Regions from separate parts of the Mus musculus genome. Here regions 1, 2, 3, 5, 6 and 7 are each linked to region 4. The links are chromatin contacts, called in public promoter capture Hi-C maps. All regions are on one chromosome and are shown on one strand. Each heading gives the region's core, a stretch centred on a gene start, on an enhancer-like site or on the middle of the called end of the contact. The rest is flanking DNA. Distances are from core to core; before and after follow the strand shown. Region 1 holds the start of Ndufa8 (NADH:ubiquinone oxidoreductase subunit A8). Region 2 holds the start of Psmb7 (proteasome (prosome, macropain) subunit, beta type 7). Region 3 overlaps Mrrf (mitochondrial ribosome recycling factor). Region 4 holds the start of Pdcl (phosducin-like). Region 5 holds the start of Rbm18 (RNA binding motif protein 18). Region 6 has its middle 11 kb from the start of Gm46735. Region 7 overlaps Morn5 (MORN repeat containing 5).

Region 1 (2,700 bases), core at 91-2,590, 1.3 Mb after region 4:
TCCTTTAAGGCTCCCTTTTACCCTTTAACCTTGAAGCTGAGATAATACCATCTCCCTTGCAAAGCTGACTGAAGATGTGGACAGCATCCCATTATATATATTACTGCCACTCTCTCTAAGAATCTGTCCCTGTGCTTGGCTAGACCACTACTCCTGCTTCCTCAAAACACCCTGCAGTTCCTCTAGCCTGTGCATACAGATCCTCCTTCATCTCTGCATCTCTACAGCCCCATGAAGTGCTTTATAGCCCAAACAACTATCGCTTATCTGTCCATTACCCACCCCCCCAGCATCGGCCTCTCCAGCTCTAAAAAATTTTCTGCTTTCTTCATCCAGAGCTGCTGGCAAGGCAAAGTGACCATCTCACATGTGGTCTGCCTCTCTTGACCACAGGGCTGACCTTGATTACTTGTCATAACTGTGTTACGCTTAACCGTCCCACTGTGTTTGCAGGGATTCTGACCAGGGTCAAATTCAAAATCTGGACACAGAGAAAAATCAGTATTTGCCGAATAGCACTTTCTTTTCTTTTTCTTTAATATTTATTAATTTATTATATCTAAGTACACTGTAGTTGTCTTCAGATATCCCAGAAGAGGGTATCAGATCTCATTACAGATGGTTGTGAGCCACCATGTGGTTGCTGGGATTTGAACTCAGGACCTGTGGGAGAGCAGTCAGTGCTCTTAACTGCTGAGCCATCTCTCCAGCTCTGAATACCATTTTCTAGTTTTCTTTGCCTGCATAATTTTTTAAATATTTATTTTTTAATGTGTATGTTTTGCTCTCATGTATATAATGTGTACCATGTGCATGCCTGGTGCCTACAGAAGCCAGAAGAGGAACTTTGGTTACAGATGGTCATGGGTGCAGGGGATACGCGCACGCGCTCGTACACACACACACACACACACACACACGAATGAATGAATGAAAGAATGAATGAGTGAATCCTACCTATGCGACTTATTAGGTATCTGTGCTTGAGCACTATAGTTGAACAAGTTTTTGAAAGCATTTGGCTGAGGGTCCTTGGCGGAGGCTTAAAAACAGTTGTCTTTCACTAGCCTGAAAGTGGAGACATGGACGAATGGGGGCTTACCTCCCGTTTATGTATTCCCCGAAATACTGGCTCCCGGTGTACTGCATGTTAACAGCTAGTGTCTAACAGACACCAACTTCAGCTGTCTTGGCGTCACTATGACAACCAGGAGATGTGGGCGGAGACCAGATGAAGCCCCGCCCCTCGGGACCGCTAGACTTCCTGGAATGGCTTACGCTTCGCCTCCTCCAGCGGCCCTAGAGCAGTGCGCTTGCGCGTCGCTGGAGACGCATGCGCAGATGGTACCGGGCAGTCTTGGCCAGCCAAAGGGGACTTGAAGGAGACGGGCGACACGGCCGAGGGCACCTGGTCAGGGTCGCGGCTACCGCCGTCATGCCGGGGATAGTGGAGCTGCCAACTCTGGAAGAGCTGAAAGTGGAGGAGGTGAGGCTCTTCCTGAGGGCAGGCGGGAAGCCTGGGATTGCAGCTTTCAGGCGGGCCCAGGCACGGTTCCGGCCTCTGCGACCTGCATGGTCACATCTCGCCTTGGCTCCAGCCATTCCTGTGCGCACTGCGACCGGCCTCTCTTCTTGTGAATCGGGTGATACTTTCCATTAGCATCACCTAGCCCCTTGCTCTCCCTCCCGGTGAGGCGAGCCTGCCTCCTCTTGGTGCTCACCTTCCCCTTCCAAGTCTGTCAAAATCTCGGTGCAGAGCAGGCCTGGGTGCCGCGGCAGCACACAGTACGTGTTGGACAGTGAGTCTGGCATGGGCCAGGGTGTTTTGGTAATGGGACACAAGTAAAGCATTTACTTCTTCGAGAGACATTTAAGTATTTGTTATGTGCACGTGCAATGGGAAGTAAGAGACAGTGCCCAGCTCTTATAGTTTATAGTTTTATAAAGAGACAGATAAAGAGGCTGTACAGCACAGTGCATGGCTCTGTGAAACGTGAAGTAAAAGTGGTGTGCTATTGTAACTATCACAAACATGATCACTCCATTTCTAAAGGCCGGGCTGCTAATTGGAACACAAAGTAAGGTAGGGTATAACTGGTTTCCCTTGTAGACCAGAAATAGGCCCCAAGAGTAGAAGCGATTTGCCCAAGGTCACATAGACAGTGTATGGAAGACTTGTAACAGGAACCCAGATCTTTTCTGAAACCCAGCCTGTTAAATCTTTCAGCCAAAGTGCAACAGAGTGAGGAAGGACTTGTAGAACCGTGTTGTCGAGGAAGCTGAGAGCTGTCTGATGTCAGCCTACTGTTAGATTAGCGGTGCTAAGCCTCTAGAGAAGTCACTGACGAGGCGGGAACAGTTTGGACTTTATACTGTGAGACAGAGGGAAAAGATGGCTGTGTTGTCATGGCAGGCACTGTGTTGAATGTTCTCCTATACGACTTCACGTAGGCTCTCACAAACCTGTGAGGATGGCAACTTGGTATTTTCCTCAGATGAAGAAATTGTTAGCATATTTATATGAAATTGACTTAGAGGCGAGAGAAAGGATTTTCCTATCAGCCAGTCTTTTATTCTTATCCCACCGTGTAACTGGTCAAACATGAGTTGACATATTTTGTTAGATGTTTAATTTGGCTTAGCAAACATTTCATGCAAAAGCATCCTAATAAATTTCTCTTTAAAGTTTGCACAATTGGT
Region 2 (2,700 bases), core at 148-2,647, 1.3 Mb before region 4:
TTTATCTATCCATCCGTCTGTCTTCAGCTACAATCATAATAGGACATAGTAGGTGCTTAATAAATATTTGTAAATGAATTCATTTCACAGTCATGGAGGGTGTCACTTATTGCCTAAATAAGTTTAAAAATATTTTCCTGACTTCCGCAGCAAGCCTCACATTTCCATCAGTAGAAGATTTTCTTAAAATTACATAACACTGCACTCATAGTGCTGGGTAACATTATGAATTCTGTGCCCATAAACAATCCAGTGCCTCTCCTTCAGCCTTAACAACTACTGATTCACTTTATGCTTCTGCAGATTTGCCTATTTTGAGATACTTCATACAAATGGAACTCTCTAAGGCTGGGGAGATGGCCCAGAGGGAAGATGACTGAAAGAGTAAAGTGGAGAGTGGTGGAGGACTCCCAACATTAACCATACACCCACATGTACCCACAGGCATGTGAACATGATTACCACATGAATGTATAGTATATCACATGTGAATGTAATTATACAATGTGGTTCTTCTTCTCCATGCCTAGTCTCTTTATATTTAGCAAATTGTTTTCCAGGGTCACCCCTGATTTAGTAGGTATCACATTCCCTTCCCTTTTACGGCCTAATACTGTTTCACTGTGCTGATATTCCACATTTTGTTTACTCATTCATCCGTCAATGGGCATTTGTGTTGTTTCCCGATTTGCCTGTTAGGTACCTGGTTGCTATGCTCATTTGCCTAGAAGCATCTGTGAACTTAGCTTTCCAGTTCTTCTGGGTAGGTATGACAGTGATAATTTTGGTTTAAGATCCAGTTCGTTTTCCGGAGCAGATGACCGTTTTATATTCCCACCTGTCACAGAGAGTTTTTCTCTGTCCAACTCCAGTCATTGTAGTGGGTCCAAAGCAGTGTCTCACTGGGGGCTTGGGGTTGCCTTGTCCTCGTGACTCAGGGCACGAAACGTCTTTCCATGTGTCTGTTTGCCTTTCTGAGGAAGGTGAAAGCTCCGTTACACACTAACAGTAGGAAATAAGGGAGTTGAAAGGGATTTGCTCAGCGGCTTTGCCTGGACCTGGGGTGTGTGGATGTCCCTGATACACGCCGGATTCTAGTTTAACCGCAGAAACAGATCTGGTCTGAGCGTCAGGAGATTTGGTTATTGGGGGAATTTTATTATCTGATTTAACAAATTCCATCCCTTCGGCTGATCGTCAGTTTCCCCTTCCCAGGACTTGAGGCAAAACTACTTCAAAGACCCAAGCCTCTCTAGGAAGTGAGAACTCAAGAACTCTATGTCCAAGAGCGCCAGTTCGAAGTTTGCCCCGCCCTCTCGTCCCGGTCTCTCGCGGCGCCGGAAGTGCTAAGTTCTTTTTTTGTCGCTCCGCCCTCGGCCCGGAAACACTTTCTTGGCAAGATGGCGGCTGTGTCGGTGTTTCAGCCACCGGTCGGAGGCTTTTCTTTTGATAATTGTCGCAGGTGTGTTCATGCCCGGGGGCGCGATCGGGACCCGAGTGGGAACTCTGTACGCCGGATCGGAACTGGGCTGCGGCCGGGGTCGGGGGCGTGAGGCGAGCGTGGGGATGGTGCCCGCGGCCGTGTGACTCAGGGAATCGGGCCCCAGCGCGGGCTGCTTCTGAGGCCGGCGCGGCCCTCTCCCCTTGCCAGTGTGTAAGGATTTGGACTTTCCTGTGGCTTTGGAGGGATTGGGTCACCGCCCCGATCTGTAATTCCTCGCCGATGGTGCTAATAATGGGAGAATCCAGTGATCACACTGGGGTGGAAGAAAATTGAGTTCCTTCCTAAGCACCCACTCTTCTCGCCAGTGGTCTTGTCCTCTAACACTTGATTTCTGTGCCTTCCCTTAGGAATGCTGTCTTGGAAGCGGATTTCGCAAAAAAGGGGTTCAAGCTCCCGAAAGCTCGGAAAACTGGCACTACCATCGCGGGGGTGGTGTATAAGGTAAGCCTAGACAGGCCGACCGTAGCGGTAACTGACCTATTAACCGTAGTTAGACCACTTGGACTCAAGCTTCCAGCTAGAACTGTCAGAGTGCATCATGAGAATCGGCTTTTATTAGGGAATGCCTTGATCAAGAGGTTTTACATGTTAAATAGTTTGTATTTACTCATTTTGAAGTTTTACACATGAGGGCAATTTGGCTTTTCCTAAGGTACTCTAGGAAGCAGGATGCTACAATGGGAAAGCACAGAATTTGGGATTAATTGGTTTGTTTAGATGTTTAATGCTTCCATACTGTTTCTAGTGAACTACTTGGGCAGTTTAGTCCCCCCCCCCCCCCCCCCCTTTGAGACAGGGTCTCATTATATAGCCCCGATTGTTGTAGATCAGGCTGCTTTAAACTAGAAATTTACCTGCTTCTGCCTCCACAACGTTGGGAGAGCCACTCTGCCCTCAGCCTTTTTTTTTTTTTTTTACAGAGTTAAATCTCTATCCATCAAATGGAGATAAATCCTGAAATAAACTGTAAAGATAATAAAGGCTAGCGATTAATGTTGTTAGTGGGGTGAAGAGAGTCACATTTCAAAAACTAATAGAGGTGACTGTTTCCTAAATTTTCTCTGTGTATGTGCTTGTACATATGCTATGGGACAAGTGTAGAGGTCAGAGAACAACTTGGTGGAGTCCATTCTGAGCTTCATGTGGCTTCTTACAATGGAATTCAGTTTTCCAGGCTTGCCCGACTAGTGTATTGT
Region 3 (2,700 bases), core at 76-2,575, 1.2 Mb after region 4:
ACCCATCCAACGGCTTCTCCTCACCATTAGAAGAAATCCCGATTCCTTCCATGGCCTTGAACCGCCCATCGGTACTTGTCCAAACCCTGCTCTCACTAACCTTTCTTTGAGCTTCAGGCACACCAGATTTTCTATTACTCAAACATGTCACCATCCTGTCAGTTCTTTCAAGAAAGAGTTACATTGTGTAGATCAGACTGGCCTTAAACTTCTGACTCTCCTGACCCCACTTCCCAAGTATTATCTTTTCTTTTTAAAAATATTTTTAATTTATTATTGGTGGGGAGGGGTTGCTGCCACAGCCCACACGTGAGGCCAAAACAACTCTGTAGAGTCAGTTGCTTCTTTCCACCTTTATGTGGGCTCAGGGACTGGAGTCAGCCTATCAGGCTTCTATGGCAACGGTTTGTTTTTAACCCACTGAACCATCTCATCAGCCCTGTCTTCTCTTTTCAATTTTAGGAACAAAGATCTATTTTTATTCATTTAAAACCCCATTAAGAAACAAAACAAAAAACCATGACTTTGGATCTATGCCTTTAATTCTTCAATTACCAAAGACTAATGTAAAAATAATTCGATAGGGATTATGGGGTTAGAGTTGACAAGTGTCAAGTTGCTTTGTGATCTGAGGCCTTTGCTTGCCACTCATCTTTCCTGGACTGTTTCCCCTAGGCTGATGATTCTGCCTCCTCAGCAGGCTCTCAGCAGAAGCATTAGCTCCTTACAGAATCCCCACACACTAAAACTGCCCTGTCCTCTAACTCTCCCACCACTCGCCCTCACTTGAATACCAATGCCTTTTATCTCCTCCTAGAATTTACTTCACGTGAGCTGTGATGACTCTGTGTGCTAACTTGTCCTAACTTTCCTGCCAGAAAGTGTGAGGACAAGGGGTTCTGAAATTCACTGCTGTAGACCAAGCATCTAGCACACATAGGTATTCGGTAAACAAGACTGTACCAGCAAACTGATCTTATAGCACAGCCAGAGTAAAAGACGCAGGTAAGTGAGCCACATCATTGGCCCAAGAATGCTGCAGGGCACTGGTTTCCATCCAAGGGCAACTACCCCACACCACTGGAATACGTGGATTTCAGCCAAACTTACTTAGGAATGGGTACCCGAATTAGTGTTCCTTCCACTTCTGGGTTCAGATTCATTCCACTTTCTCTTATAGCCTTGATAGCTGCAGCTGTACACTGAAAACCAGATCAAAAGGTAAACAGAATTAGTAAATAATTATTACCAGATGCAAGCCCTCTGTCGATAACTGGCAACCCATCTTGGCAGAACATGGAAACATTTAGTTCTGTTACCAGTAAGATCAGGAAGTTACACTGGTGTAGAGTGCTTTGATCAAGCTGAATAGCAAACTATGTCCACTCCTGGTACCAGTGTATTGCGGAAGGAAAAAAGAAAGAGTAGAAAAAAGAAAAAGAAAACAGCTCTGCTTCTTTGAAAAGATTTCAATGGTTTGAGGCAACACAGATCAAAACCACAATAAATTCTCAAGGGAGGAGGGCTGGTCTGTGCAAAGATCGGTGCAAAGACAGATGAAAGATTTCATACGTTAAAAAATCCAGTTGACATTTTACACTCAAAATATACCAGTGCCAATGTGGAATGAGTAAATAAATTTAACTCGTTCACATCTACACTCAATACCAAGCTTACACACACTTCAGCATAAGCAATAAACCTCCAATGGTATGCACAGCAAAAAGGGGAGAATGGCAGAAGAGTCAAAGCACGATCTTGGAGTCAGAAAAGCTTCAGTTTATATCCAGCTCTGGGACCAGGATCCCTGCGAGGTATATTTGATCATTCACAATCAGAGATGATGAGGTACCGGGACATCACTAAGACAGTGAGTGAGCTAAAGCACCTTACTCAGTGATTGGCACTGTTAACATTCAGTAAGAGCTGTTAGTGTGTGAATAAACTGTGTCCGTGTACTGAGCACAAGTTAATGGCAGAGTCAATGGAAGCATTACACTGAAACACTATCACCCTAACACCCTTCAGGAGCCCCTCTGACAGGCCCCCTCCCTGGTACAGAGTCCCTAACACTCAGCCTCACCTTGTAGCAATCCTAAAAGCAACAGAAAGTGGGTGGAAGACAACAAACTCACAAGAACAAGGCTTCTGACATACTCAAAAGTATTTCAGGTTTTTCCAGAGCAGATCATGCCATGCCACTGGAATTCAAGGCCAATCCCTGTCTTTGAGTTCCTCTCCAGCTCTTATGTCTGAAAGGCACGGAGGGTGGCACACACCAATTTTATTTCTCCAAGCATCTCACTGTTAATGTTTTAGAGGAGGTATCTAAAAAACTTCCATTCCATCTTTAAATAACCTTAATTCTATACCTGTATGAGGTCAAAATGTCAAACTAGAATATCCACACCCAGGTGTGAAGAATCTAAAGCTTTAAAATGGCATTTCTGGCATAGACTCTCAGGTTGGAAAGGGAGCTGTGATATAACCAAGCACCAGCTGTTGACTGTGAACAAGTGGCCTACAGGGTAAAGCCAAATCCTTTAGAACAGACAGCATTCTCTGACAACCCAAGAAACAGGCAATAAAGACACGACCTATCAAACGTCAGTTCCTCTCAGGGGTAAGGAGAAGCTGAACTGCACTTAGCCCACTGCTGTTACTTTGTCTTTGCTATAAAGACCCTCAAGCTCGTATACT
Region 4 (2,700 bases), core at 114-2,613:
CGATTCGGCGTGCACCCAAGAATCACGAATAGAACACAACACCTTGATGTAACAACAAGAGGTTTTTAATGGCGGAGCTCCGGGTCGAAACGTATCTCACATAACAGGAGACAGTGGATTCGACCACGAGGCTTGGAAGCTAGGGGTTTTTATAGAAAAGGAGTGGGGCTGGGGGAGGAATTGGCGCGGTTTCACATGATTGGTCCATTTAAACATCAGCAGCCTGTAACATTTAACTTAGGTCAGAGGGGTGGGAGCTAGGGAGGCGATGGGCTTGCCCGGGCATGTCCTGGTCTGTTCTGCTATGTTCTCAGCCCCAGGTTTCAAAGCTCAGAAACAACTCTTTGGGCTATTTAACATACATTACATGAATTACAGTTTTATTTCCTTTCAGTTGACATCTTTCCAAAGAGACGGTCCAGGAAAAGCCCCAGGTCCCATTTGAGTTTTTCTCCACTCCAGCTCTTGCCTAGCCCTCAGGTTAGGTCTCCAGGTTAACTTGGGGGCACTGGGCACCCTTCAACCTGGGGGCCACAGTATGTTATCCCTGCACAGAACTTGCATGGCAGGGGTAGCAGTGGGGGTGGGATGGCATGGGGAGGTACCTTGCATTTCTGAGTCTAGCCCAAATACTAGCCCAATCCTGGGCCAAATGGGTGGACGTTGGAAGCTTAGTCAGGTCTGATGGCTCATCCAGCTCTCCCACTCCATCACCCCCACCACCCAGTTGGGGCAAGAAGATGAAATTCTAAAATGTGAACATAGACAAATTTGCAGTAACATCTAGGTGGTCCTAGAAACAGGAATCAAGAAACCCCCTTTTCAAATTAAGAGCCCTATCTTAAACGCTGCATTTTATACAAATCGAGCAAATTTGATATGTTTTAATTAGCACACGGTTTAATTTGCAATCTCACAGTTGTGTACAAGACACGCCAACTAAGCAGTTTGAAATCATTTGAGGTTTAACAAAAGTTTTCAAACATAGGGTAGTTTCCTTGACTTTTTTTTTAATCTAGAATTTTCAAAGGTAATCATTATACATAACTGTTGTAAACTCTGTAAACTACAGAGTCAACTATTTGACTAACATTAGTTGATAAGAGTTATTCAAATTTCTTCAGTTGTCCATGCTCGTTTCCAGTCCAGCAATCCAATTCAGGTTGTCATACAACTTCTGTTCTTTGAGTTACTTATTCTTGAAGAAGTTAATGTTTTCGAGTTATTTTTCGCCTTAATATTCCTTTGTAATTTGTCTCGAAACTTGGAACGTAAGTTAATAAAAATTTCATATTTAACTAGAAATACACATCTACGAGTTTTGTCCTAAGCTAAGACCCGTAGCTCCTCCTCAGACGCCGAGATAAGCTTCTTGTGATTGGGTAGCGTGCGTCCGCCGCGACGCCGGAAGGCCGTGTGATTGGTCCGCAGAGTCCACGGCAGCTTTTTCTCTGTCGCTCAAGGCTTTCGGCCACTTCTCTTTCTCTAGGCGAGCGTCCTTTGTTGGTGACAGGAGCTGCTAGTCTAGAAGGAGCAGACTGAGCGAGGCGAGGTAACTAACTGCGCAGGCGTCGGCAAGGAGGAAGCGGCGGGCCTAGACATGGGTGGGGCAGGAGTTTACGCGCCTTGGGCGAACTACTTTGCTTCCCGGCTCCTGGATCCCAATTCCTCTGTACTTCTCAAATTCCTTTGGAGACTCGGAGCGTCCCTCCTCAGTACCGCCCTCTTCACTGTGCCCTCCCCTGCCCTGTCCTCCTCGCTACTCCGCCTCCTCAGCCCCACCTTCCTTATGGCTCCGCCTTCTCCACTCCGTCCTTACAGCTCTGCTTTACTTAACATCCTGTCCCTGCCCTTTTGTCCCATAAGCTCCGCCTTCCTGGAAGCTTAGCCCCGCCCTTCTGTGTTCCACTTGTGCAGCCCTGTCTTCTTCACTGTCCTACTTTCTCTTAACACTCTTAACTGCCTCTCTTGGAAGCCTTTCACTGGCCCTGCCCATATCACTGCTCCTCCTTTTCTGTGCCTCTCCTTAGCTCCACCCTCTTCATGATCCTCCACCTCTTCAAGTTTACTATCCCCACTTGAGGTTTACTTTCTGCACTGCGGGTGCATGCCACTTCTGTCTGCCAGTGTTCTCACCTCTCAGCAGCCCAGTCTCCTCAGTACACTCCTCCTCTTCTGGCCCCGTTTTTCACTCATCGGACCGAGTTGTGGCCCTCTGGCACATCCCAGACAAGGAAATTGTAAAAGTTTTCTTCCTTCCCCTGGTGCTGGCACTTTCCTCTTGGTTGCTGTTCAGCGTGCACAGTGCTCTGTCCTGACTGGAATCTGCTGTGTGGGAGAGAGGTAAATTGTAATAGAGTAAATACCATATGTTAAGTCTCTTCTGAAGGCAGCGCAGTGTTGATATTTGGTATGCTTAGAGGAAGGACGTTTTTGTTTGTTTGTTTTTGTTTTTGACTAGTCATTCCTGCCGGAGTCTTTTTTTAATTTATTTTAATTAATTAATTAATTTTTTTTTTTTTTTTTTTTTTTTTTTTTGAGACAGGGTTTCTCTGTGTATCCCTGGCTGTCCTGGAACTCACTCTGTAGACCAGGCTGGCCTCGAACTCAGAAATCTGCCTGCCTCTGTTTCCCAAATGCTGGGATTAAAGGCGTGGGCCACCACTGCCCTGCGCTACTGGAGTCTTAAACAGACTTCTA
Region 5 (2,700 bases), core at 89-2,588, 1.2 Mb after region 4:
TCCAATGTACCCGCCTCATCAACCCTATCACATGCAACTTTGGAATTCACAACCACTTACATTCAAAGAGCATGGATCACAGCTCTACCCCAGATGAGAACTATAGCAAATAATTTCTCCTAATTTGGTTTTGTATCCTCGGCCATTCACTGAAGGAATCAAATCAAGTTTCCTGGCTTTCCAACTATGGGTTCTCTAAGATTCTGGGAATTTCAATGGAATGTGGTCAAAAGAGAAAGCACTGTGGATCCGATCCACCATCTGTGGTGAAACCACCCCGAGCATGCAGACCTTACAAGAGGAAGAGACGAAGACCCTTATGGAAGGTCTCAGTAAAGGTTGAATCCTCGGACACTATAGAAAATGTTAAGGCCAAGATCCAGGATAAGGAAGGAATTCCTTCTCTCAGCAGAGGCTGATCTTTGCTGGCAAGCAGCTGAAAGATGGCCATACTTTGACTGTAACATTCAAAAGGTGTGCTGAGACTTCATGGTGGTCCTGAGAAAAGGATAAAGGGTTATAGCACTGCCAAGAAGAATAAGAATAAGAAGGTTAAGTTGGCTGTGCTGAAATACTATAAAGTGGATGAAAATGTCCTCCTGATCAACATGGGGCTAGAGTGTTCATGGCTAGTTACCTTGACAGACATTACTGTGGTGAGTGTTGCCTGCCTTACTGCTTCAACAATCCAGAAGACAAGTAGTTGTGTGTGAGTTAATAAAAACACAGGAATGAGAAGGAAAAAAAAAAAAAAAAGCACCAAACTTTGAGATGGCCTAGGCAACTGTCCTGCTTCTAGTGCTTCCTAAGTATGTGATCTTAATCTGTAAAATGTGCCAGAGTCACGGGAATGATGAAGCACCATCGAAATGACAACTGTTTGCCCACTGGTCAGCAGAATGATGATTTTAAAAGCCCCAGGCATTCGACTCAGGCCTGGGTGGAATTCAAACTTCATCACTTGGGAGACGCGCGACCTTGGTAAAGACAGCGCTTGAGTTTTTGTTTCTTCATCACCACCGGGAATAATTACACCTCCGCGTGTAGGGTTGTTTGGAAAAGGCATTATTCCTGTCAGGTGACGTCTTAAGCATCAGGAACTATTTACCAAGTTCCCAGGCAAGGCTCTAAATGTCGGCTGAGTGACAATGGCCCCGCCCCACCCTTGTGAGCATAGAAGTCCCGCCCCCGGCCTTAAGGTCCAGCCGAACTCTGCTGAACCAGTCACGGATAGTATCCTAGCCCTACGAGGTCCCTCCGAGAGCCTAGAAAAGTGTCACCAGAGCTCGAATCCCGCCCACTCCTTGAGAGCCGACCCCCACACACACTCAAGGCCACTCACCAGCTACGGCCGGGACTATAGAGAAACACACGCGGGACAGCGGAGGTGCGGGCGTCATGACGTCACGGGCCAGCGCGGCGGCGCAGGCGTAGTGCGTCACGGGCGGCCAGGCGGCGAGCGGTGTTTCGGCAGAGGTAACCTCAGGTCCTTCGCTCGGACCCCAGCGTCGGAAGCTGCTTTCGGGGCATGAGCTGAGGGCACAGCTCTGAGGCTAGCAGGTGAGTACCCGAAGCTCAGTGCCATCCTGGCCGCGGGGCCTTGGCGAAAACCATCCTCACCCGCAGGCTTCTAGGCCCCGCCCCGGATTGTCCTGTCTCTGGCCGGAAATAACAATCCCATTAGTGACTTCGCTGCCAGGAATCGGGGTGCCGTGGTTGTTGGCCTGACCCCGTGGTTAACGTGTAAGAATAAGCGACCCCAGTCCCCTCCTGACTTTTAGAGTAGATACCGCTCAGCCGGGAGGAGTAGATTGGCATTTGTGAACATGTTACTCAAAGGAGTTGTCGCCTTTGCAACCCCCAAAAGACTTGATAGTCACATACTAACTTATTAGACTTTACTGTTTGTTTCTCAAAATTTCATGAGCTGAGCTGTCACATGTATATTCTTATTTAAAATGACCACGTGATGCAGGAATTTGTCTCCATCTCAGGAAAGAAGAGAATTGAAAATAGTGCCAACTCTGAGCCAGGCAGTGTACAATATGCTGGGCATAGAGAACCATGATCAAGGCCCTATGCCATAGGAGCTTTTATTATTTTAGAAACATAGGCAAAAAGTAAACTACTCATTGTGTTCACACACAGGAGCAGAGATCCTGAGGAAGATACCTAAGGGAGGGACTGTTACTAAAGGCACAGTAGTTGGAAAAGTTGATTTTGAGTCGAGTCTCTCTAGCCCCATGTCCTGTACTCTTCCTATTTATACATGGCCTCTTTGGCATGTTTAAGTATCTTTTTGGTGTTACAGTTGTTTTTAGACGTGAGAACATCAGAAGTTCTAGCATTCAAATCCAGCATTCTCAGTCTGAAGTAGTGCAACCCCCAGTCACACAGCTTTCTCAGTGTTGGGTGAGTTCTCAGCATGGTTCTGAAGGCATTAGGGGTAGAATTTGGCAGAGCTACAGACTTTAATGAGGTACTCTCCTCATAAGGGAACTAAACTGAAGAGTCGTTAAATGATAGTGCCTGTCTCAGTATCTGTCAATTACTTCAATATTTTGCCGTTTTTAAATTTAGTTCTCTTTTTCAAAAATATCCGAGAATGGAGAGTATTTCGTACAAGGCAGAGCTTGAGGCACTTCTAGATACAGAAGATACATGTTTTGGTTTGGGGGTTTGGGTTTTTGTTTTTTTTGT
Region 6 (2,700 bases), core at 128-2,627, 1.2 Mb after region 4:
TACCAGAAGCTTGCTGTCTCTGTGGCAGGTTAAACTGTACAGCTAGGTCCCCTTTCATCTCCACCCCCTGTGGCCTCCATCATGGTGCTGATTTCACCCAGATCTAGGATTCATCATGGCCACTAGGAACACCTGGAGGCAAACTCTGATGAGAAACTCAAGTCAGTCTTAGAGACTCTGTTTAGCTCTAGGGAAGGTGATTTCAGCTCCCATGTCCGGCTTGCTACCTGCTGACCTCAGGGCTATCACAGGCAGGAGAGCAAGGAGAGATGGGCTGAGAGACTCAGAGCCCAGGTGCAGACAGACAGGTGCTTCTGGGGCAGGGTGCAGAATGCCTCCATTCATCAAGGGATCCTGTGAATCAGAAATGAGCTCTGCATTGAAAGAGCTGGCCAGTCCGAGGGAAACAGAGTTGCCAAACATCTGTAAGAGTCTGTAGGAGTCTCGAGAGGCTCAACTCCTTAAGAGTCTTCCTTCATCACAAAAGAGCTGGAGAAATCGAGAAAGAGACGGGGAGAACAACTATGAGACAGGTTTCAACTCTGCCAAGTGCCTTAGGCTGGCTTTCACCGTTTGCTGATTGCTCTCAGAACCACAGCATAAGCTCCCACAAGGAATAATGATGCTATAATGATAATAACAACAGCACCGTGGGCTCTCATCTGGTCAGAGCCACCACGTAGCAGGAATGCTCAGGGAGACCCACCAGCTAGTTGCTAAAACAGTAAAACACATGTTGTTAAAAAGAACCTCCACCGAGTCACTTCTAGCATCCTGCCGTGAGCCCAGGTGCCCAGGTCAGGGGCTCCACTGTCCATTTTGAGCCCAGATAGTCTGCATGCCTATGCTTCGGATCACCTGGAGAACAGACTGGGAGTCCTGGGCCAGCGTAAGGCTAGACACAAGCCCCCTCCACCGCACACCACCCCTGGCTCCTCGAAGCCCCTCTCCCAAAGCCTGAGCAATCAAGGCTGCCGCCTCCCCCGGCTGGAGCTAGTGCCCGCCTCCTCTCAGCCCCTCCCCTCCGCTGCAAACCCAGCTCATTTGCATGTGGATCGCGCCTGCCACCACGGGTGCTGGGGTCAATTGAAACTCAAGAAAAGAGAAGAAATTTATGCAAAACTGTTGATTGCATTTGTATGTAATGAAATCATCCAATATTCATCTGACTATAGAATCTAATCTGAGAAGAGAACTGAAGGACATGAGTGTCACTGCAAAAGCGTAATGAGCCACTGTAGTGATTAAAAAAGCTCTTGAGCCTTCTGAAAAATCCAGGCAGAAATAGCGTCTAATCAACTCTGAATATAGGAGGCGAGATTGGGCTGGCGCGCTGCGCACGGCCCGCCCGGGCGCCGGGGGTGCTCGGTAAACCCTGGCGGTCGCGGTCTGTGGGTGCCAAGCGCCTGGCCACAATCAGCTGAGGCCTCGGTGCACAAAGCAACCCGCCTCTCACCACGCAGAAAGAACCCAGTCACAGCTGCTACGAAGAGCAGCTTGAGGTTTCCGCGCCGCCTCACGCACCCACCCACCGCACAGAAGGCCCCCTCCTGAGTCTTTGCTCCAACGGGAAGGGTTTGAGAATCCGGGTTCGCCACACCTGGATGCTCCTTGGGTCCAACCAACCACAAGCAGGGGAGAGTCGTGTCTCAGAAGCCAGGACTCATCCCTCTGAGATGTCACCTGGGAGAGATGTTCTCTGACATCCCTCTCCACTCTAGCGTCGGCTTTGTCTTCCTGTACTTGGCGTTATCTTATGATTTTACCTGGGGGATGTCAGTCTCTTCTTTCAGGCTGAGAGATCAGCAGCCGTATGGTGACTGGTTCACCTCTGGAACCTGTGGAGGCAGCCTCAGAGGATACTCAACAAGCATGGACCAAGACGCAGACGCGTTTGATGAATGATAAACCCACCCTATGCAGCTGACAAATACTGTTAAATCCATTTGTTCATTCAGCAGGTCCTTGCCAAATGGACAATGTGTGAGGCTTCCTTCGTGGCACTGAGCAGGCTGTGGGGGATTAAGAAGGTTCCTGCCATCTCAGCACTCAAGGTCTGGGCAGAAGGAAAACTAAAGGCTACACACAATCAGATCGGTCGTTGTGGTGAGGCGGAAGGTCCAGGGGCATAGGACAGCTGTCAGTGGACACTGATAGAACGGATCGGGATCTGAGTCTGGAGATGAGGCGCTGGGTTTCTCAGGTTCCGATGCCCCTTTACAATGAACTGTACGGGGACATGGATGGTTACAGGAAAGGCGATGGTTTATTAGAGCCGAGAGGCTGCTGGAACCAGGCTGCTGAAACCTTTCCTCCGTTGTGATCTGGCTCCACGGAGGCAAGAAAGAAGTGAGGCAGGACCTCAGTTATGAGTCATTTACAAAGTACCCGCCCCTCCCAAGTGCAGGCGACTAGGGCTTTACAGAGCTGCTCCCTTGGCTAACAATGCTCTCTTAAACTAAGGGCTCCCAACCTCTCCATGTCGCCTTTTGCGTGCTAATCTCTGGGATTTCTCTTTCTGTCTCACTAACTCAGCTAGGGAAGGCTACTAAAAACTAGGGAAGGCTACCATGCGGCAGTGGTCACTTCAGTCTGGAGCATTCTGGGTAGAAGGAGCAGACTTTGCAAAGTCCCTGAAGGGATGAGGAGCTAGGCTGAGCACGAGGACCCAGCTGGAGTGCCCTCATGAGCACCTGTCCT
Region 7 (2,700 bases), core at 153-2,652, 1.3 Mb after region 4:
GAGCCCATGGCTGCTGCATTTCCAAGTCTCACAGTTGACTAAGCCCCAATCTTCAGTGCATAGAGCAGTATCCCCAATGCTCTGTCAGGGACCCTCTATGGAATCTTGTTTCATTTTCCTGTCTTCTCTCTTTCTCCTCTACACACATATCCAGATCCAGTCCCTCCCCCACCACAACAAGAACCCACTCTAATGGCAGGGCATGCACCCCTAAAAATGCATGCAGTTCTATAAAATTTGTCCTCTTGTTTTGTGTGCAAATGTGTTTTTAATTTTTGAGAATGGCATTGCGTTGTGAGCCACATTGTGTGGGACGTCTTTTGCTCTGCTGTACGGTTCACTTTTCCTGTTCTTTGCTTCTTACCCATGTCTCATGTTTCATAGCTGGCTGCACCTACAGCTGACTCTGCCCTCCTTGTTGCTTCTAATTTCCCCAAACCAGGAACAGCAGGAACAACACTGGGACAGAGTTCTGGGGGCTCCTGCTTTTGTGGACACATGGAGAACTTGCCTGGGTTTTGTTCTGAGGGGAGCACCATAGGAAAGCATGGATTTTACTTGCCTGTGCTCCCACCAACCACCTTATTGCCTGCCCTTCTTTGTCCGTCCGTCCCCCCCCCCCCGTCCGTCGTCCCCCCCCCCCCCCCCCGTCCTTCTGTGCCATCCCTGTTTTCTGGCTGGCTACCTCTAGGCTACAGAAATGGAGGTGCTTACTCCTTACCTCTCTTTAGCCCACTGCCTCAGGTAGGAGGGAGGGACTCCCCATTCTCTTTAGGTGATAAAGACTAGACACTAGGGACCAAGGGGAGTCCCTGAAAGCTGCAAAGCAGATGGCTAGTAAAAAACCTTCCCTCGCCTCGGGACCTGCCTCCTGTAAAAAGCGCCAGACCCACCGTGAGAAGAGGTTTATGAATAGCTGGATGTGCCACACAAACCCTGCATCGCGTTGGGTCTGTAAAAATCCAGCAGGGGTTGGGAAGAGCATGCTTATTCTCAGAACTTGTCTCTGGCCTGTGAACTCTCAGCAAGGTCATCAGGAGCCATAGCCTGACTTCTCACCCCAGGGTAAGATTGATGATGCAGGAGCCAAGGTTGCTTCCAGAATGGCTAGCCCCATCTACCCTCGTTATTTCTTTGCATGTAACTCAAGACAAAAAGCTTGCTGTTGAGCATGCTCTGGCCTTGGGACCTAAGCAGCCAGTGGCCTCAGTTTCCCCTAGCAGGCTGCCTGATTGTCCTAGCCGAGGCTGGCAACCCAAGGGTATGTGGTGGGGTGCTACACTGATGTGTCAGCACACAAGGAGTTAATCGCTGGTGGAGCCCACTTTCGCCACACTGTGAGCAGCCTGGTTGATAATTACAGTTCTGAAGTCTCCAGGCTATTGGAATCAGTGCAGCTGCAGCCTCTTCAGCGGTAACCCCTGAAACCAGACAAACTGGGTGTATTGTGCTGAACCAGTCCTCGGGCCCCTCCCTGATCGTTACAAATTGACAGCAATGGACTTAACAGCCCTCTTTACCACCCTGTTCACTCTCTACCTGGCTGCATAGCCACCAATTTGAATCACAGATGCCTTCTCTCGGGCAGCTGCTCCTCCACCCTCCCTCCACCTCCTGGCCCCTCCTCTCTGGCCCTGCCACGCCAGGGTGAGGCTGCCGGAGCACATTTCATCAATATTTAAAATGGAATTAAACCTGTAGCTTTGATTAATGCCTCCTGGAGCCCGAGAGTAGTGATTACTATTTTGCAAATTGCGATTGTTGGAATATGTTAATATGATTGTCTGAGAACATCTTCACCTTCTCGGGTAATTTCCCTCCTTTTTTTGGCAGGAGGGGAGGAGGAGGGGAGGAAAGCAAAAAAAGATGGGGAGAACACCCCCACTAACTCTTTAATCAATTGTAAACGATCAGCCTTGGCAGAGGGAGGTGGGGGTAGGGGTGGAGGGAAGACTTCTGTGTGCGTGCATTTAGCAGCATCCTACGGTTCTGGATCTGTTGGCGTGGCAATGCTACTCTGGGACACTATCCTAAGGAAGTCATCTAGTTGTCTCCATGCTGTTTAGAATCAAGAGAATGGAAAATGATGTCTGTTTCTAAACTTAGGAATGGTTACTTTGCTGTCCATCCATCTATCCATCCATCCATCCATCCATCCATCCATCCATTCATTCATTTATTCAACAAATGATTGCTAAATATTGTACATGCCAGCAACCTACTGGCATGGGGAGGAGGACAGCCGGCTTTCACTGTAAGCCATGGGGAGGGGATATTTAGCAGCCAGCAGAAATGACAGTTGTGAAACGTGTATGACAACAGAGGAAATGCTTTTGATGAGATAATAAGCCAGAATAAATGAGATGATGTGAAAACAACAAAACACCCCCCCAACAACAACAACAACCACAACCATCCATGGACTTTTATAGATAGGATGCCCTGTGTACAGTTGTGACTCGAAGGAAAATTAAAGGTGATAAAGTGAATTGTGGCAAGTCAGAAGTGGGCGAGAGAGCTTTCCCTTCTTGTTCTTGGTGTTCCCCACATCTTCTGTCTCTTATGGGTATTGGTCAGAGAAGAATTTTAAAATAATCCTTGTTTTTTTCTTCTTTTTTGTCCTGCCCTGCAGTGAAATGTCTTGGTGCTTTTTATGTGTTTTGCTTATTGAAATAGATTTCTAGGTTCCTAAAAATACTA

What was found. Promoter capture Hi-C pulls out the DNA fragments that hold promoters and counts their contacts.
Region 1: a contact with region 4 is called in a promoter capture Hi-C map of liver, with 8 times the contacts expected there. The contact joins the promoter of Ndufa8 here to the promoter of Pdcl in region 4. A contact is called at or near these places in 14 of 39 promoter capture datasets (the 3T3-L1 cell line, the C10 cell line, the HPC-7 cell line and 9 more), 3 of 484 Hi-C or Micro-C datasets (CD4 T cells, the HPC-7 cell line and LSK cells), 9 of 115 datasets of contacts at active chromatin or transcription factors (acute myeloid leukemia, astrocytes, embryonic stem cells and 4 more) and 3 of 9 other capture datasets (embryonic stem cells, liver and macrophages).
Region 2: a promoter capture Hi-C map of pre-B cells shows a contact between it and region 4, with 7 times the contacts expected there. The contact joins the promoter of Psmb7 here to the promoter of Pdcl in region 4. A contact is called at or near these places in 5 of 39 promoter capture datasets (the C10 cell line, cranial neural crest, liver and 1 more), 6 of 484 Hi-C or Micro-C datasets (CD4 T cells, CD8 T cells, natural killer cells and 1 more), 1 of 115 datasets of contacts at active chromatin or transcription factors (large pre-B cells) and 2 of 9 other capture datasets (adipose tissue and liver).
Region 3: a promoter capture Hi-C map of liver shows a contact between it and region 4, with 4 times the contacts expected there. The contact joins the enhancer-like site here to the promoter of Pdcl in region 4. A contact is called at or near these places in 13 of 39 promoter capture datasets (the 3T3-L1 cell line, 3T3-L1-derived adipocytes, the C10 cell line and 8 more), 2 of 484 Hi-C or Micro-C datasets (adipose-derived mesenchymal stem cells and granulocyte-monocyte progenitors), 1 of 115 datasets of contacts at active chromatin or transcription factors (stem cell-derived neural progenitor cells) and 1 of 9 other capture datasets (macrophages).
Region 5: a promoter capture Hi-C map of pre-B cells shows a contact between it and region 4, with 5 times the contacts expected there. The contact joins the promoter of Rbm18 here to the promoter of Pdcl in region 4. A contact is called at or near these places in 18 of 39 promoter capture datasets (the 3T3-L1 cell line, 3T3-L1-derived adipocytes, the C10 cell line and 12 more), 7 of 484 Hi-C or Micro-C datasets (the Ba/F3 cell line, CD4 T cells, the G1E-ER4 cell line and 4 more), 14 of 115 datasets of contacts at active chromatin or transcription factors (the 230-238 cell line, the SCID.adh cell line, astrocytes and 10 more) and 4 of 9 other capture datasets (adipose tissue, embryonic stem cells, liver and 1 more).
Region 6: a promoter capture Hi-C map of cranial neural crest shows a contact between it and region 4. The contact joins the enhancer-like site here to the promoter of Pdcl in region 4. A contact is called at or near these places in 10 of 39 promoter capture datasets (the 3T3-L1 cell line, the C10 cell line, the HPC-7 cell line and 6 more), 2 of 15 datasets of contacts at CTCF or cohesin (large pre-B cells and pro-B cells), 3 of 484 Hi-C or Micro-C datasets (the AML12 cell line, B cells and cortical neurons) and 14 of 115 datasets of contacts at active chromatin or transcription factors (astrocytes, cardiomyocytes, embryonic midbrain and 8 more).
Region 7: a contact with region 4 is called in a promoter capture Hi-C map of the 3T3-L1 cell line, with 14 times the contacts expected there. The contact joins the enhancer-like site here to the promoter of Pdcl in region 4. A contact is called at or near these places in 5 of 39 promoter capture datasets (the 3T3-L1 cell line, cranial neural crest, embryonic stem cells and 1 more), 5 of 115 datasets of contacts at active chromatin or transcription factors (embryonic forebrain, embryonic stem cells, forebrain and 2 more) and 1 of 9 other capture datasets (embryonic stem cells).

Annotation. Positions count from the first base shown.
Region 1 is chr2:36,047,978-36,050,677 of GRCm38.p6, reverse strand. Ndufa8 (NADH:ubiquinone oxidoreductase subunit A8) reads left to right here and starts at 1,340. Exons shown (of 4, transcript NM_026703.3): 1 at 1,340-1,486. The coding sequence starts at 1,436. It overlaps Morn5 (MORN repeat containing 5), which reads right to left and starts at 1,205. Exons shown (of 5, transcript NM_029309.2): 1 at 1,103-1,205. The coding sequence starts at 1,149.
Region 2 is chr2:38,642,603-38,645,302 of GRCm38.p6, reverse strand. It overlaps Psmb7 (proteasome (prosome, macropain) subunit, beta type 7), which reads left to right and starts at 1,397. Exons shown (of 8, transcript NM_011187.1): 1 at 1,397-1,462; 2 at 1,852-1,945. The coding sequence starts at 1,401.
Region 3 is chr2:36,158,101-36,160,800 of GRCm38.p6, reverse strand. It overlaps Mrrf (mitochondrial ribosome recycling factor), which reads right to left. Exons shown (of 7, transcript NM_026422.2): 5 at 1,111-1,202. Among named protein-coding and RNA genes, the nearest start is that of Rbm18, 23 kb to the right of the region's middle. Within about 2 kb of position 1,325, at least 8 of the 459 cell types and tissues checked have an H3K27ac peak or open chromatin away from gene starts, as enhancers often do. A contact at or near this core is called in liver, where this site is marked.
Region 4 is chr2:37,357,995-37,360,694 of GRCm38.p6, reverse strand. Pdcl (phosducin-like) reads left to right here and starts at 1,363. Exons shown (of 4, transcript NM_026176.3): 1 at 1,363-1,552.
Region 5 is chr2:36,135,342-36,138,041 of GRCm38.p6, reverse strand. It overlaps Rbm18 (RNA binding motif protein 18), which reads left to right and starts at 1,338. Exons shown (of 6, transcript NM_026434.4): 1 at 1,338-1,560. It overlaps Mrrf (mitochondrial ribosome recycling factor), which reads right to left and starts at 1,644. Exons shown (of 7, transcript NM_026422.2): 1 at 1,343-1,644.
Region 6 is chr2:36,201,933-36,204,632 of GRCm38.p6, reverse strand. No RefSeq gene overlaps it. Among named protein-coding and RNA genes, the nearest start is that of Gm46735, 11 kb to the right of the region's middle. Within about 2 kb of position 1,377, at least 85 of the 459 cell types and tissues checked have an H3K27ac peak or open chromatin away from gene starts, as enhancers often do. A contact at or near this core is called in B cells, cortical neurons and forebrain, where this site is marked.
Region 7 is chr2:36,076,228-36,078,927 of GRCm38.p6, reverse strand. All of the region lies in intron 4 of Morn5 (MORN repeat containing 5), which reads right to left. Among named protein-coding and RNA genes, the nearest start is that of Lhx6, 26 kb to the left of the region's middle. Within about 2 kb of position 1,402, at least 14 of the 459 cell types and tissues checked have an H3K27ac peak or open chromatin away from gene starts, as enhancers often do.